Regions from separate parts of the Mus musculus genome. Here regions 1, 2 and 3 are each linked to region 4. Evidence: chromatin contacts called from public Hi-C and promoter capture Hi-C data. All regions are on one chromosome and are shown on one strand. Each heading gives the region's core, a stretch centred on a gene start, on an enhancer-like site or on the middle of the called end of the contact. The rest is flanking DNA. Distances are from core to core; before and after follow the strand shown. Region 1 holds the start of Mettl3 (methyltransferase like 3). Region 2 holds the start of Cdadc1 (cytidine and dCMP deaminase domain containing 1). Region 3 holds the start of Hnrnpc (heterogeneous nuclear ribonucleoprotein C). Region 4 holds the start of Cenpj (centromere protein J).

The links. Promoter capture Hi-C pulls out the DNA fragments that hold promoters and counts their contacts. Hi-C and Micro-C count contacts between places; a contact is called where the count stands out from the background.
Region 1: a contact with region 4 is called in a promoter capture Hi-C map of pre-B cells. The contact joins the promoter of Mettl3 here to the promoter of Cenpj in region 4. A contact is called at or near these places in 2 of 39 promoter capture datasets (liver and pre-B cells) and 1 of 9 other capture datasets (pancreatic islet).
Region 2: a contact with region 4 is called in a Hi-C map of muscle stem cells, with 3 times the contacts expected there. The contact joins the promoter of Cdadc1 here to the promoter of Cenpj in region 4. A contact is called at or near these places in 2 of 39 promoter capture datasets (liver and pre-B cells) and 2 of 484 Hi-C or Micro-C datasets (CD4 T cells and muscle stem cells).
Region 3: a promoter capture Hi-C map of pre-B cells shows a contact between it and region 4. The contact joins the promoter of Hnrnpc here to the promoter of Cenpj in region 4. A contact is called at or near these places in 2 of 39 promoter capture datasets (liver and pre-B cells).

Annotation. Positions count from the first base shown.
Region 1 is chr14:52,303,609-52,306,389 of GRCm38.p6, reverse strand. It overlaps Mettl3 (methyltransferase like 3), which reads left to right and starts at 1,266. Exons shown (of 11, transcript NM_019721.2): 1 at 1,266-1,502. The coding sequence starts at 1,403.
Region 2 is chr14:59,596,607-59,599,459 of GRCm38.p6, reverse strand. Cdadc1 (cytidine and dCMP deaminase domain containing 1) reads left to right here and starts at 1,501. Exons shown (of 10, transcript NM_027986.3): 1 at 1,501-1,705; 2 at 2,501-2,598. The coding sequence starts at 1,624.
Region 3 is chr14:52,102,609-52,105,428 of GRCm38.p6, reverse strand. It overlaps Hnrnpc (heterogeneous nuclear ribonucleoprotein C), which reads left to right and starts at 1,408. Exons shown (of 9, transcript NM_001170981.2): 1 at 1,408-1,540. It also overlaps a transcript of Rpgrip1 not described here.
Region 4 is chr14:56,570,277-56,573,108 of GRCm38.p6, reverse strand. Cenpj (centromere protein J) reads left to right here and starts at 1,263. Exons shown (of 17, transcript NM_001014996.2): 1 at 1,263-1,371.

The DNA.
Region 1 (2,781 bases), core at 17-2,516, 4.3 Mb after region 4:
AGATCTACTGTTCTCTGCCTTTCCAACACTGAGATAACAACTGCCTAGTCATGGGCTGGAGATAAGGCTCAGTGGTAAAGAGCACAATTTATTATTACAGAATTGAACTCAGGTTCAAACCCTAGCACCCACATTGTACATCACAATTGCCTGTAACTCTAGTTCACGAAGATGACTCCGTCTTCTGGTCTCCAGGGGAGCCAGGTATGTGTGTGTGTGTGTGTGTGTGTGTGTGTACAAACACACATATACAAATATTCAAACACAAAAATAAACCTTTTTCTAAATTAAGCTAAAACAATGTCTGCCACCCCACACAGCTTTGCCTTAAATTTATGTGGGTTCTGGGAATCTCAGAATCTCATGCTTTCACAGCAAACACTTTACTGAGCTACCTCCCCATTTCTTGCACATTTTCTTTTAAAAAAAAAAAAAAGAACAAATTTATTATATGTATATGAGTACACTGTAGCCGTCTTCAGGCACACCAGAAAAGGGCAACGGATCCCAATTACAGATGGATATGAGTAACCATGTGGTTGCTGGGAATTGAACTCAGGACCTCTGGGAGAGCACTGAGTGCTCTTACCTGCCGAGACATCTCTCCACTCATCCTGAACATTTTTAAAGAGTGCTCCCTCACGCTGAAAAAGATGGTTCCCTAATTAAGATGTTTGTCTTAGAATATGCCTGAATTCCCAGAACTCGGATATTGAGGCAGGAGGATTGTGAGTTGCAGAACCACATAGTGAAACTCCACTCTCCTTTCACACACTTTGTATAGAAAGAAAGAAAGAAAGAAAGAAAGAAAGAAAGAAAGAAAGAAAGAAAGAAAGAAAGAAAGAAAGAAAGAAGGAGGGAGGGAGGGAGGGAGGGAGGGAGGGAGGGAGGGAGGGAGGGAGGGAGGGAGGGAGGGAGGAAGGAAGGAAGGAAGGAAGATAATATTTAACTTAGAAAATCTGGGGCCTTAAGGGCAGAAATCTATGATACAGTGCTTGACCGTATGTGCAAGGACCAGAATATACAATCAACCAGACTAACAGTCTGTTCACTCCTTCCCGTCCATCCATCTCTCCACGCATACACCCACCCGTCAAACACTCACACTTGTTCTAGCCCTGCTATTTTAAATGCGTTGTCACTAACGACTTAAAGAAACAACATGGCGGGTCTGCCAGCTACCAACATGGCAAACACAGCCTCAGCGCTCCCGGAAACACGAGAGAGAACTACCGTGAGGATTACGTCCGGCTGGTTCGCCAACCGGAAGTGGCTTTTCATCTTGGCTCTATCCGGCTGGCCTTCGGGCGTCCTCGTGAGAATTAGATGTTTCTTAGTTCTAGGCTGGGGAGGTGCTAGTCCGCCGCGCCTGATTCGAGCCGAGTCCGCGCTGGGAGCTAGGATGTCGGACACGTGGAGCTCTATCCAGGCCCATAAGAAACAGCTGGACTCGCTTCGCGAGAGATTGCAGCGGCGACGGAAGCAGGACTCTGGGCACTTGGGTGAGGTGCGGGGTGGTCGGGGCGGGCCTGGGCGGGGCGAGAGACTCCTGGAGAGGAAGACAGCCCCGGGCTCTGCGCCCTTTCCGGAGCAGCCCTTTATTGGACTCCTCGATTGTTGGTTACCCCATCTTTCCCGAGTAGCTGAAACGCATGCCCACCTGCGGGAAAGCTTGCAGTGCCTCCTCCCGGGCGTCGGTTTTTCAAGCGTAACACCACACCAACATGGGTCCACTCCTCTCCTTGGGTCCCATTCCAGTCCTGTCTAGGAGAATGTTGCGTCCGTGAAGCCTCTCAGTACCTTATTCCGAGAGCCAGCAAAACCCGTTTTGTTGCTTCTGTGCCTGTTTTACCTTAGTTGTAACGTTTGCTTTGTCACTGTCTTTTCTTTCCCATGTGGGCGGGGAGCAAGGATTGCTTCTGTATATCTATCCCCAGAGCCCGGTTTAGCAGCCACAACAGGGTCCTCACTAGGACCTTCTCACTAGGACCTTAATGAATGAGTAGTGCAAGTGTTTACAAACGTAGCAAGAATCTGAAAACACTTGATTTTGGTCTTTAAACATTTTCCCCCTCCCCCTTGTATGACAAAGTTAGAAAAATTGAAGGCACTTAAAAGAGTACTACCCTAATAGCCTTCTCCAGCACAAGCTCAATTATTTAAGGTAAACCAGTTGCAAAGCTCTGCGAGAATACCGAATCCATACTACATGTGTGGGTAGCATGTCAGTGCTTTGCAGTATTCACAGCTCACAACAGCAGACCTTGGTGAAATTCAGTCTCACCGTAATTTGTGAACATTTATTGCATATCTACACTACTCATGGGTTTCGGCAAAAAGAAGACACTGCTGTTACCTTAAAGGAGCTTAAAAATCTATGTGAGAATCAAAGAAGATTAGAAGAAAAAGCAGGGAGAAAAACCCTTCATGGTGGCTCATGCCTGTAATCCCAGCACTTTTTTTTTTAAAAGATTTATTTATTTATTATATGTAAGTACACTGTAGCTGTCCTCAGACACTCCAGAAGAGGGAGTCAGATCTTGTTACAGATGGTTGTGAGCCACCATGTGGTTGCTGGGATTTGAACTTCAGACCTTCGGAAGAGCAGTCGGGTGCTCTTACCCACTGAGCCATCTCACCAGCCCATCCCAGCACTTTTTTAAACAAGAGGGATATCTGTGAGTTTGAGGCCAGCCTGGTATACACAGTGAGTTCCAGGACAGCCAGAACTACCTAGAGAGACCCTGCCTCAAAACAAAACAACAAAGCCAAAAAAAAAAA
Region 2 (2,853 bases), core at 252-2,751, 3.0 Mb before region 4:
AGAGAGAGAGAGAGAGAGAGAGAGAGAGAGAATGGAGCAGAGGAGGAGGAAGGTAGTAGCAACAGCAGTTCTCAAAATGTAGAGAACAACTGACCTTGCATATCCAGTCCTGAAGGTTGGATCTAGAACTCAACCCCTACACCTAACGTTCAGGATCATCTCAGAAAGGGGGGAGGGGGATGAAAAGACTGTAAGAGCCAGAGAGGATCAGGAAGCTGTCAGAACATTGTCTTCTAGTTGTTGCAGGAAAGCTCCACCTACAAAATTTCAACAACATGGCTGCCAAAACAAGACCCGAACAATGCCAACACCAGCTAACTTGCCAACATGGGTGAAATCTCCCAGGGGTCCCATATCTAGATGAAGGGTAAATAATAACAGAGGAGAAATTAGTCTTCCCCAAGAATAAGTCCCCTCAACTAGTTATCCAGTACCAAGTGATCAGTCCTAAAAGCATATACATACAAGCACATATATGTAGAGATATATGTGTGTATATATTATATACATATATAATACATGTATATAAACAATAGTGGTTAAAGAAAAACCATGAATTAATTTAAAAATGATCAGGGCCTCGGGGAGGGGGGAGATTTGTAATGATATTATATTTTAAATAAAAATAAAACTATTTTTACAATTTTTGTTCAAATATCCATCTCTGGAGTTAAGGGTTGTAGTGACCCACTCTGGATGTGGGTGTTGGGAACTGAACTCAGACCCACTGGAAGAGTAGGAAGTGTTCTTAACTGCTGGGCCATGTTTCTGACCTCTCCAGGCTTCATTTTACACTTTATATTTTTCACTGGGGGCTGAGGAGATGGTTCATTGTGTACATGCTTTAGATATAAGCTTGAGGAGTTCCTTCTGGATCCCTCAAACCCACATTAAAAAAAAAAAAAGGTCTGAGTAAAGCTGCACCAGCCTGTAGTCACAAGTGTGTAAAGTCTGAGACAGGAGGATGAAGCTCCAGTGTAGCCAACCAGTGAGCTCCAGATCCAAGCAGAGACCCATTCTCAAAACAAACATTTGGAGGGCCATATAGAGGAAGATACCCTCTGTACGGTAAGCGCGCACACGTACGCTCTATTTACAAATTCATTGGGACGGACAACTCAGATTTTTCAGGTTCCGCTGTCTACTTAACTCTTCGATCCTCCCAGTTCTCTTCTCATAGTTTGTGTGAGTTTGGATATGAAGCAGAACCAAATACCCTGGGATCCGCCCACATCTGACGGCTGGGTTCCGATGGCCCTGCTTCCCCCACCTCGCCCACTCCGGTTCTATGTTCGCCTCTCTCTGTTTAAGTCCTCCACCCTGGTCCCCTACTGTCCCGAACCAAGACAACTTCAAGCGTCCTTCTTTCTGCAAAAATCACTGAACACAGCCTGCTACACAGAGTAGCATAACTGATAGATAACCACCACCACCACCTCGGTGCGCCGGACTCTGACGTCACATTAAGCGCCGGAAGCGATGGGGGGGGCATACCGAGACGTCATCTTGCTGCGCAGAACAAGCGGTTGTTGACAGGCCGCAGAGGTGGCCGTAGGCGAGCTTCAAGGAACCTATCATGCCTGACCGGGCAAGCTGTCCTGGGCCGAGGCCTTTGGGCTGGGGATGAAAGAAACGGATCAGATGCAGAGTTTGGAGGGTTCCGGGGCCGAGAGGTCAGTCGGCACGCAGACGGGCAGCATGACGGGTGAGTGCGGTGGCCTTCTCTCCCGCCCTGCCCCTCTCCTGGCGCTCTGCACGCTTGCCCGAGTCTCCCTCCAGCTCCGCATCCTGCCTGTCCTGTGTCTCCGCACAGCCCAGCACCCTCCCTGCTCTATGTCTCCTTCCCGCCCTGCTAGCCTGCTACTCCCCCCCCCCCCCCCACACACACACATACTGCACCTCCCTGACACCCTGCCTGCCCTGTGACTCACAGCGACTCCTGTCTGCCCCGCCGTCCCTGGTCTCCTTGCCAGGCGCGCGTCCCGGACACTGTGCTGTCCAGGCTTCATAGGTCGCGTCCTGTCCTGCACTGGTGGGTGGTTGCACCTAGAGTCAGTATCCCGGAGCTGAAGAGCCTGAAATTGCGCTTTGGCAAATTCACCACCCGTGATACCTCCCTCAAGTTTTGCCTTATGGTTGAAGATCAATCATGTTCCAACCATTGCCCTTTTAGCAATGCCAGGTTCCAGAGGGGTAGGGGTGGGGACCTTGCTCCTCGGCTACATCAGAGAGGAGCCCTTATCCTATTGATTGATTGATTATTTCCAGAGCCTTTGTATCAGTTTTACTATTTTACCTGTGGGGTGAGCTGGAGAAAAAAAAAGCACCCAACTTTGGAAAGTGCCACCCGAGGTCACTGAAAGTGAGGTTGTGGCCACTCTTGCTAAGGAAGCTTTTATTCTCCTGCCTGCCAGACCATCTGCAGCTCACTCGTAGCTTTGAGCTTAGCTCCTCTGCCTTCACTAGTGAAATTCTGAAGTGCTTGCCTTCTCTTTTGTAGGTCAAATACCAAGGCTTTCTAAAGTGAACCTTTTCACCCTGCTCAGTCTCTGGATGGAGCTCTTCCCAGGAGTGGAAGCCCAAGGGCAAAAATCTCAGGTATACCTTATTTCCATAGAGAGTGTTTACCCTTGGAAAAGCAGTAGTCTAAGTCTGGTTTCATTGGCCAACTGTAGTCCTAACAGCCAAATGCAGCAAGAACCTAGGAATGGTGTCATGGCTTTTGTATGCTGTGCCTGTAACCACAGCGAACTAGCTCATATTTCCAGTCTGAAAAGTTATTTCTAGTGTGTGCCATGATTACCAGGTATTAAGGCTTTTCTTTTGGAGACATTTAGCGCCTTAAAAATGTGC
Region 3 (2,820 bases), core at 159-2,658, 4.5 Mb after region 4:
GGAAGAGCAGCAGTTGTTGTTAACTGCTAAGCCATCTTTCTGGCTCCCCAATTATCTGTCTGTCTGTCTGTCTGTCAATCTACCTACCTACTTATATTTATTGTTTTTTCAAGATAGAGTTTCACTCTATAGCTCTAGCTGTCCTGAAACTTGACCAGGCTGGCTTGCACTTGAAACACTACCTAGCCCAAACTTTTCTTTTTAAAAATAAGATGTAAAATTGGGAACACATAAACTCGTTGGACTGGTTTACATAAAATAAATCTTTTGAAAATGACAAAGGCTAGGCAGGAGAGATGGCTCAGAGGTTAAGAGGACTGACTGCTCTTCCAAAGGTCCTGATCGTAACCACATGGTGGCTCACAACCATCTGTAGTGGGATCGGATGCCCTCTTCTGGTGTGTCTGAAGACAGCTACAGTGTACTCATATAAAAACAGTAAATAAATCTTTTTCTTAAAAAAAAAAAAAAAAGAAAAAAAAGGAAAGAAAGAAAAAGGCAAAGGTTTAAAGATCTAAAGATTAAAAAAAATCAGGAAATTTTTCTGGGATACAATCTCCTTTTCTCCGTAAGCTATATATACATTTCAGTGTATTTAATGTTCCTACAGTATAACCAGAGCTTTAGTGGCAGACCAAACCTGAGGGGATTAAGTAGTCTATTCTAGAAAGTGGGAAATTGAGGTGGCTGGCCATTGGGTTTGCAGACTGTGTGGCGACTTGGGACAAGGAAGCGGGTTTATAGGAGGTCGGGTAATTGCTCCTGCAGGAGAGAACTACAGAACCCAGTTGGTTTGGAGGGGGAGCTGTTCACTGAGAAGGCCATGTCCTCCCAACAGCTTATAGAATCTGGCAGAAAGAAGGGATCTGAATTTGATAATAACTGCAGAGCTAGTAGACGGCCTAGAGATAACTCTCCTCCCTTCTCAGAAGCTTGTTTGCGTTTCCCTTTTCCTAGGCCTGGGGCTAGGGCAGGCCGTTTGCACCCGCTACCAGACTCCACCCAGGCTCTCCCACCCCCGCGCCGCGGAAATGCGGTGATCTGGCCGGACCTGGGAGCTCTCAGAAGCACTGATAGGACGATGCGGCCGTCAGTCAGATCCGCCGGATACCCGGATGAGAAGCTGTGCGCGATACAAAGGCGAAAATTCCACCCAGCTTTCCGTCTGGTACATTGACCAATAACCATCCGTCAGTCACTAAGTGGCATGAAGCTGAACCAATTACTAACTAGCCTCTGTTACGCATGTGGAAATTCTCGCAATTAGCCCAACCCACCTCGGATTATGATTGGACGGAATTGTGAGGAGCGGTAGCGCTCGCTAATTAGGAGCGGGAGCGAGAAAAGTCACAGCCAATAGGAACGCCTCCAGGAACGAGGCGGGGGCTGGACTTTCGCCTCGGCGGCAGAGGAGCTCGGGGGCCATTTTGTGAGGAGACGGAGAGCGAACGGTCGTGTGGTTCTTCGCTGTTGTAGCTCCGGCGTCTCGGCGTAGACTCGCAGTAGGAGAGGCGGTCTCTTCTCTCTCTCCTTCCTTTTGGTAAGCGAAGGGGGCGAGTGCAGGGGAGGCCCTGGGCTGCTGGGCCCCGCCAGCGTGTGTAAGGGGGAAACCGGCCTCGCGGCAGAAGCCGAGGCCGCGTTTGTTCCCGTGCGGTGGGGACTTGGGTCTCATGCGGGAGGCAACAGGGCCTCGGCCTTGGCGCGGAGTCAACCTAGTGACCTCCAGGCCACGGTGCGTACGAAAATACCCTGTCTGCGCGCTCGGGTTTAACGGCTACTTTGATTTTCTTTGCCCATCAGGGATTCCAAGGGGGGACCAAGAAAGCGAAGAACGAAATGCTTGTTGATGTAATTGTCGGGGATATCTTACGGATTCCGTTATCACTTCCGAAGATAGACGCTGGGTGGGGGTAGGGGAGCGATAACATGGTGGTGTCGGACTGGAAGCTTCTAAATTCCAGGCTGGCTACATGGCATCTGAACGGCGTTTTAACAATAGGTTGAGTAATCATTACTTTTTTCCTCTAGGGGTAAAATGGTTAAAAGTCGGAGTGCTTGTGTTTGTAAAGGGAAGTGCGGAAGATTAATTTTAATTGGAATAATTACAGCTCACATTTTATCTGCAGGTTACAAATCATAAGTTAGTGGAACTTGAGGTAGGTACTACTGTCATAGAGAGAATTGAGCCTTAGAAGCGGTTGACAGGATCGTACTAGACAGGTCAAGTATTTTCACTGAGTTTCTAGGTGGTGCGCGCCTTTAATCCCAGCACTTGGGAGGCAGAGACAGGCAGATCTCTTTGAGTTCTAGGACTGCCCAGGATACACAGAGAAACTCTGTTTCGTAAATAAATAAATAGGGGGAAAGGCTTATTTTTGGGGGGAGGGGACCTGACACGGATGTTAGCAGAAAAATTTCAAGCTGGACTTGGGAACAATAATTAAAAGGCACAGCAAGGGTTTACAGCTACCTCAGTACTAGTCCTATCCCTCTAAAACTCAAAAAGGCAGTTTATAGCTATGTATGATAGTGCAGGCCAGTAATCTTTGTATTGTGGAGGCTCTGAGACAGGACCCCTTACCCATTGCAAGGCAGCCCAGGACTACATAGTAAAACCGTGCTTAAAAACAAATTAGTTTCTCTCTTGTAGGTGTTGAGTTCTTTTTTTTTTTTTTTTTTTTTTTTTTTTTGGTTTTTCAAGACAGGGTTTCTCTGTATAGCCCTGGCTGTCCTGGAACTCACTTTGTAGACCAGGCTGGCCTCGAACTCAGAAATCCGCCTGCCTCTGCCTCCCGAGTGCTGGGATTAAAGGCGTGCGCC
Region 4 (2,832 bases), core at 14-2,513:
TTTTGAACTTTGGCTTTTTCATCTATGATGTAACCTAACAAAACAAAGCAAAACAAAAACTTTTCCCGTCTCCATGTTTGAGGTGTCTGTACAAAATTTTAATTATCTTTAATAATATTGATTTATTTGAACTAATTAGTATAAAGGGCAATTCTTCTTGATGACCTTTTTATATAGAATCTCATGTTAACATACTGGCCTCTAACTTACTCTATATTGGAGGGTGACCTTGAATTTCTGATTCACCTTCCCCACCTGAGAGACTGGTCACCAATTTTGGATTATACAGTGCTGAGGATAGAACATACTAGGCAAGCATTTGATCAACCGGAGAAGAGAAAATGGGATGGCCTAGTGGTTATGGGCATTTGCTGTTCTCTCTCCCAAGATTGGGTTCAGTTTCCAGCTCCTACATGGTAGCTCACAAACATCTGTAGCTCTAGTTCCATGGGATCATGGGATCAGATGGCCCCTATGACCTCTACAGGCACCAGACACACGTCAGGGCACATACTAACATGAAGGCAAAATATGCTTGCACATAAAGTAAAAATAAAATAGTAAAATTATATATTTAAAAAACAGATGTTAGTTTACAATATTGTTCAAACCTAGTCTAAAAACTGTGGTAGCTTGAAGTGTTGTAGCATCCTAGATTAAAGGGTCATGTCTGTATTTTGGAACCCCTCTGGTGGCAAAACAAATAAACAGTGAAATCTGCGCTCAACATTCCATATATAATTTTAATATCTGCACTTTCAATATTCCATATAATTTAAACACTGAATGCACACACTTTGTGCAGCCATCGACTAGCCACATAATAGATGATTATTTCCGGAGTAAATTTTTCCACGGTTATCTTCACTTATTCGTCCTACCAATGTCACTTTTTTGTTTTAAACAGGTCTTTATTAAATCAAACCCATTCAAAGAGAAAAGCGAAGACGACGAAACTCTCCCAAACCTGTCGTCTTTTAGATTCGGTTTGAATCTCTGTGTTCCTGGCACAATGGAGTACGCTCTCTGTTACCGCAGGGGTCAGATCTCAATCGGTTGACTTCAGAACAACAGCTGTTGACCAGTGCCCGCCGCAAAAGAGCGCGCATAGAGCATCCCCTAGCAACGTTTATGGCGGTGTTGCTGGGAGTTGTAGTTTGCATGTGTCCGAGGCGCCTGCGCGCAAGCTCACACGGACTGTAGGAACTACATTTCCCAGGAGTCACTGGACCAGAGTTGGGCGGGGCCGGTCCAGGAGGCGGGGCTCTGGCTGCAGCGATGGTTGTGGCGGCTCATTCGTAAATGCCGGGCCAGCTAAGTGGTGACTATCGCTGGTCGGAGCGGTCTGAACAGCTGTTTCTTCGAAGAACGGTAACTGATGGGCGGAAGGAGCGGAGAAGCCCGTCCGCCGCCCGGTTCCTGAGAGGCCAGCTTGGGCTTTGGGGCTGGCATGGCGCGGAGGGCTTGGCGCCCGCGGGCGGCGGTGGTTCCGGGGCTTAAGCCCGCTTTGTTCTTCCGAGCACCCGGGGGATCGGTCCTCAAGGGGGTCGGCCGGGGTGCGTGTTTCTGTTCCGGGCGACACGCTCGCCGGGCCGGGTGCAGTGGCGCCGCTTGCAGTCTTTCAGGAGGCCTTATCTCGGCTTCTCCAAAAGCTTTGTTGCTTTCAAGAAGAGTTGTGTTTCAGGGGAGGCGGACCTGTCAGCTGAAAGTTTTCAGGGTCTGAATTGTCTCCTCGTATCTTCCTCAATCAAGGTCTGAATTGTCTCCTCGTAACTTCCTCCTTCTCCAGTGCAGATAATTTATGTTTTGAACAGAAAGATGTCAAAGCTTTCAATTAGTCGATTTTTTTTTAAAGGCAGCTTTACGTACAATTAACTTACGGTAATGACTACAACTTCATAAGCAGGTGGTGTTGTACCTCAGATTTTAATATCTGAGTTTACATAACATACTGTCCTAGACAGTCTATTATTTGTAGTTTACCTAGGCCTTCGTATAAGTAATAAAAAACAAATTTAGGGGAAAATTTTTGGCGTTCTTTAGACAAGGGCTTGTTATGTAGCCCAAGCTAGCCTTCCACCTCAAACACTGTATTATAGGTGTGTATCATCAATACCCAACTGTGAATCAGTATTTCAATACTTAAAACTGGCAGTACGTATAGTTTTAGGACCACAGTAATGGACTTGTAGCAAAGGTATGGAAGTTTTAGTGCTTTTTAAAAAAAGGTGTGTGTGTGTGTGTGTGTGTGTGTGTGTGTGTGTGTGTGTGAAGACGATGTTAAGATGCTGCCCTAAACCATTATTACACTTTGCTCAGTCTAACAGGGAATTGTTGACGATTTTCACATTACAGAGTGACTTTCTTTGCAGCTTGTTTACTGTCTAAATTAAGATTTATTTAGTTTTAAGATTACCTTTTACAAATATTGTTGTGTACATGATATGTGTTGGATTTCATGCATGTTCTGCATGTGTGGAGGGCAGGGGACAACTTTGTAGAGTCAGTGTCTCCTTTCACCTTTATGTGGGTTCCGGGACCAGCTCTGATCGCCAGGCGTGTACAGTTTGCACTTTACCCACTGTGAGCCATCTCTCCAGCTCTGGGTTTTCTTGCTTTTGTTTTGTTTTAAAGACAGTCTCTCACTTTACACTCACACTGTCTTTGGGACTTGCTATGTATCCAGACCGGCCTCACCCCTGTGATGACCAGCTTCCTTCCTCAGTGCTGGCATTATGCTTGTGAGACCCCATGTTTGATTTAAACATTTTTTTTTTTTTTTTTACTAAGGATGTTGAAATTTAACCAAGGTTAACTGAAAACTCCCTTCCT